Linked DNA regions of Dromaius novaehollandiae: region 1 is linked to region 2. The links are chromatin contacts, called in public Hi-C maps. All regions are on one chromosome and are shown on one strand. The core of a region is the stretch at or near the end of the contact, and the rest is flanking DNA. Distances in the headings are between cores, read along the strand shown.

Region 1 (2,700 bases), core at 44-2,543, 190 kb after region 2:
GTTAGGTATGAGGTACTCACAAATTTCACAATTCTCCATGAATTGTTCTGTAACATTTCTATGGCACACTTGCCCTAGCATGGACCTGGGGAGCATTGCCATGGACGGATGCCCTGCAAATCCTCGCGGGGCTGGCTCAGAAGACTGGCCCCTGGAAACCCAAGGAGCACAGGGGCTGCCACGACTTCTGATATGACCTGATTCACATCTCCTCATCAGCCCACTTGGCAGCTGAAGTTGCAGGAGGTCAGGAAGAATAAGCATGAAAATATCTTCTTATTGGTTGCGATGCCAGCCCATTTATCAAGAGTGTGAAGTCTCCTACTAGCTGTGGTCTCACCAGGAGCCCAAGTGGGTGCAGATGCCATCAGGGCTGTGTGAACCGCTTGTGCATGGTGCATGGCAGCACTCACAGTGGCCAGGTGTGGGTTTGCATGCATCCTCACACACTGCTGCTGGCCCACGGACAGGGACAGGGCTGGCAGGGCACATGGAAGAACAAAAACGGAGGTAGGGGTAACCATTCAGTGGGTGATGGGGTTGTGAGGGAGAGAGAGGGGCTCTCAATTTAGATGAAGGGTAATTTAGACGATGGAGAGGGAGTAAGAAGAGACAATGGAGCCACATGGCCTCCTGGCACCTGTGAGTCTAGGGAAATCCTGCCGCTCAGGATGTTATGCACGAGTTTGGGCTAGATAGGGTGATCCCTAGTGGCTTTGCGGGTCAGGGCATCTCTGAGACCTCCATGGCAGGGGTGCTGCTTTGGAGGCCTGCCTGATGGCTGCAGGAACGTAATCAGGACTGATGTGCCTAGCACTGTCCTGGGAAAGAGTGAGCAGCCTCCCCCAGGAAGAGCACCTTTTTGTTAAATGTGCTAGTTAAAAGGCATCTGCAGAGAGACCATCACCTCTCGCTGAAGTAATCAGCAATGGTAACCATGAAAAGAAACATGAGTGTTTCTCCTGCCCAGGACTACTGTCTTTTAATGTGAGTGTATGGCAGGAGCAGAGGGTAACCATGTGCTTAATGAAGCTTGAGGTATATAAAACCCATAAAGATCATTCTTATTTTGGTGTTATTGCTAGTGTGTCTGTCCCCGCTTTCATAAAAAGAGTGTGGTGATATCCAAGAGTGGCATTTCAATGCTTGAAATGCTCCTTATATAAATAGAACAAGCAGATCAGCATGACTTAGTGATAAAATTACCTTCTGGTCTCCAGGAACTTCAGCATGCAATTCTGCTCTAGGACCTCAGTGCGCCCCTCTTCACTGCACAAACAAATACATTTGGAAATGGAGCTGGAGGAGACGTACCAAGAAGGGGAGAATACGGAGGGGAGAATGACTCGAGCAGCAGCTGCCAAGTTGGTTAAAAAAGCTTTTCTTGAAGCCCTGAAATCAAATGACTATGAAACACTGGAAGAGCTCTTGAGCCAGAAGAAAATAGACGTGGACACAGTCTTTGAAGTGGAAGACGAAAACTTGATTCTGGCCTCCTACAAACAAGGTAAACACAACGGCAGGAAGTAGATGGGTTTGAGTAATTTAGAAGAAACTGTGGCCATTTGTCCCTTCAGACCCTACCATGCTTGTCGATTGACAGGCTGTAAAATTGCAGTAGTTTTATACTGAGAGCCGAGGAGGAGCCTGTGCCCTCCTCCGTGGAGGAGGTGGCAGCCGGGGCTACCTCCTGCACTGCGCGGGCGCCGCCGGAGAGGAGGTTGCTGGCCGGATCCGTGGGCTCAGCCAAGGGCAGGCCGGAGACCCAACCAAGCTTCTGTGTTGCTGGTTCAGGGAAGGCTAGAAAGAGGGGTCTTTTGCCTTTCCTCACATGAACTCAGGTGCAAAGCCCAGAATAGACCACGCAGCTAAACACGATATATAAATTTCTGACACGTACCTGGTATGTCACATAAACAGACCATTGAAAAACGTAAAATGTTCAGTGTCCTCCATTTTCAGTTTAAGAGAGTACTACAGTGACTTGTCCTTAGCTCAGTCCTCAGGAAGTCCTGTGGACCTTGAATGTTGCTGAATGGGAGATGCAGTTTTCAAAGTGAGGTGTGCTATTGTGTCTATCAAATCAGAACAAACCATTTGTAAAAATACCATGGAGGGGCACGACCAGGAAAGACATCTCAGCTTTTCCAGAGTATAGAAAAACAAACCTGTTCTCAGCCAGATACTGGCTGAGTTTCTAAAAACTTTTATCACTTTACAGCTCAAAGTGATAAAATAAGTTTGGTCTCCATTAAAATCAGCATGCTTCATTATTTACTTGCCAACAGATTCTTCCTGTGAATCTAAAAAAAACCCTAACCATCAGCCTTTGCCAGAAATTAAGCACACATGGAGATAAACACCTCCAGTCCCAGCAGCACAACAAATACACTTTTTTTCTGTGCCCTAAAGAAGGGACAACCATCCCACCTCTTCTCATTTGCTGTGTTTACCTGTCATTTAACAACTAGCTTCTGCTCTTTTGATTTCATAAGGGTGAGGATGATGCAGTCCTGGCTCTTTTCCTTGGTGAGCGAGTCTGAACTAACACACTCAGTGAGAAAAATATCTTAAAATACTTTCTTCTGTCCTCAGCAAGCTAAAATGCAGTCTTAGGCCACAGAACTAATGCGTAGGTTTTTAATTGTAGATTATTTGACTGCAAGCATTAACCTGTCTCTTTTGGAGACCTCCCTGCCT
Region 2 (2,700 bases), core at 174-2,673:
GTTCTTTAACCACTCTGCATGCTTAGTCTAAATGCACATAAAACATTTACATTTCTGCTTTATGTCACTATTCATTGCTGTTCTCTGTGGAGGAAAAATAAAGGAGACTTGAAGTTCTCTTAATGTATTTTTATCTTCAAAAGTCAAGCAGCTCTCTTAAGTATTCTTATGGTTTTATTTCTACAAAACCATACCAATAGAAGGACACTGTCAAATACGCTGGGCCTCAGATCTGGTGTGCTATTTGATGTTTACAATGCAATAGTGAATATCCTGGTTAGTTGTAGTCTTTCTAGTCCTCGCGCAGGGAACCAGCTGTAGGACTCCTCAGCAGAAGAAGCTGTGAAGCAGTTGTTCCCTCATCCTTCTACTTTTGGCTATCGTCTCAGAAGTGAAGCTTTTCTGCAACTGCTTTTGAAGTTCGGGTATCTATAGCCTCAGCCATTACTTACCTCTTCTGATCTCCCTTCCTCCCTGCTGTGCTGGAGTGCTTTGGCATGGTCACGCTCAGCAGCCTTTAGGGCATTCAGAGCCCCCCCCCGCCCCCCCGCCCCCCATCTCTCCCGGTGCTGCGAGCCTCACCTGGCAGTAGCCTGAGTGGAAGCTATGCAAGGCTCATTACCAGCAGTGGAAAAAACACTGTTTAAATGTCCTCGCTTCTGTTTCTGCCCTTTAGCATATATTCTTATTGAAATATTCTTTTTTCAACCTGTTTCAAAAGACTTTTTTTTCCTAGTCAGTATTAATGTGCTAGATATTTAAACTCTACTGAGGCAAATATTTTGAGTTGTGTACCCTTGGTGCAGATGAGATTAACCGAAGACTGACATCTGCAAATATTTAGAATGGTGTATGGTACACTTGCTTCAGTCTCACTAAAACTAATGAATTAAGTTTGTAAAGTTGTATACCTTATATCTTTATTTTCAGTCACTTGTATCTTGATTCTGTATACCGAATCATTATTTTTCAGTATTTGCAATCTACATCCCCAGGCCATTTCTTGGACGTTTATGCAATTAGTTTAATGAACTTTGCTTCGAAGTTGCTGTGTGATTAACAGTCATTAGCTCCTAGGCTTGCCAGATTTACAAATTACTTAGAGATGTCACGTTCTGCAGTTAATTTTTCGCACTCACAGTATAGAGCCCAAACATTTTTGTGGCAAATTCACCCAGCTAACAGGCAATGGGAGAAAGCCGGGAGATGGCTGTACAGGTACAGCGATCTCCTGCCGTCCTGCATCTTCCCTTTCTGCGATCGCCAGAGCAAGTCACGTTTAAGAGAGTTGCTGCGCGGTTTGTCGGGATCCGTTACCAGTGCATTGCTCTTCCACGTAGGCTGCGTTAAATGTTTATTTTTTGAGAGCGGGGGAGGGAGCCTGCAAGCCCCGCTCCGCGGCGGAGTCGCGGCGCCTCGGCGCTGCGCCGCCCCCGCGCTGCCTCGCCGCCGCCGGCCCCGCGCCCCGCTCCGGCCGAGCCGCCCCGCCGCGCACGCCCGCAGCTCGCGGGCAGCGGCAGCAGGCGGCGAGCGCCCGCGGCGCGGACCTGGTTACCGAGCCGCTTCCTCCGGCTGCGGGAGAACCCGCCGTTCCCGGGCTGCGGCCGCCGGGCGCTGCGGCCCGCGGGCAGGCGGCGCCCGGGGCGCGGCGGGGCGGAGCGGAGCGGAGCGGGCTCGCCGGGCCGGGCCCGGCCTCTGCCGCTCCGCGCCGCCCGCCTCGGGCCGGGCTGCGGCGGGAGCGCGGCCCGCCGCGCCGCCCGCCCCCGGCGGAGCAGACCATTGCGGCTCGCCGAGGAGGTGAGGCACCTGTCACCGCCGGCTGGCGGCGGCCGCGCCGTGCCGGAGGGGGCGGGCGGCGGGCGGGAGCGGGGCTGCGGCGGGGCGCGGCGCGGCGGCTCTCCTCCCCCGTGCCGTGCCGTGCCGTGCCGCGCCGCGCCACGGGTGTGCGCGCGGACCCGTGTCGGTGCCCCAGCCGCCGCCGCCGCCTGCAATGGCGTTGAGGCGCCGCGGCGGTTGCCGCCTCCTGTCAGGCGGGCGGCGGCAGCGGCCGTTCTCCACGGAGGCGCCGAGCAGCCGGCGGCCGCGCTGAGGCGGGCGGCGCGGCGGGGTAAGGAAGCGCGCGCGCCGCGGGCAGAGCGCGGGGGAGCCGCCGCGAGCCGCTTTTGTTCCCTGGCGCCCGCCGGGCCCGGCCGAGCCGCGGCTGCGCCCGCCGCGAGGTGCTGCCTGCCGCCCGCGGCCCGCGCCTTCCCGCCTGCGCGCCGCGCGGCCCCGGCGCTGCCCGCCCCGCTGAACTTCGTGTCCTCCCGCGTCCTTCCCCGAGAGCCGCCGGCAGGGCGGGGAGGGGGCGCGGGGGTCGCTCGCGCAGGTAGGCGGGACCGCTCGGCTGCGCTCCGGCCGTTGGCGCGTGCCTCTCCCAACCGCCCGCGGCCGTTGGGGGCCGCGCGCCCCGCTCCCGCCGCCGCCCCTCGGCGCGGCGCGGCGCGGCGCGGCCGGGCGCGTTTCCCGGGGCGTCCTGCCGCATCGCCCAACGTGATGTGGCTTCGCCGTGCGGGTGTATGTGCGTGTGCGCGTCCGCCCCGCGCTTGCTTGCGGCGCCCAGCGGGCGCAGGGCGGCCTCGTTCGCCGTGCGGCGCCGCCCGCCCCGGCGGTGCGCAGTCCCCGGAGCCGCGGGGCTGGGAGCCGATCCCGCCTGCAGCCGCC

Evidence for each region. A called contact is a pair of places that touch in the nucleus more often than the background predicts.
Region 1: a Hi-C map of liver shows a contact between it and region 2, with 7 times the contacts expected there. The contact joins the promoter of ASB4 here to the promoter of PPP1R9A in region 2. A contact is called at or near these places in 2 of 4 Hi-C or Micro-C datasets (brain and liver).

What each region holds. Positions count from the first base shown.
Region 1 is chr2:28,059,216-28,061,915 of bDroNov1.hap1, forward strand. ASB4 (ankyrin repeat and SOCS box containing 4) reads left to right here and starts at 1,294. Exons shown (of 5, transcript XM_026098795.2): 1 at 1,294-1,507. The coding sequence starts at 1,294.
Region 2 is chr2:27,869,475-27,872,174 of bDroNov1.hap1, forward strand. PPP1R9A (protein phosphatase 1 regulatory subunit 9A) reads left to right here and starts at 1,424. Exons shown (of 20, transcript XM_064506081.1): 1 at 1,424-1,797.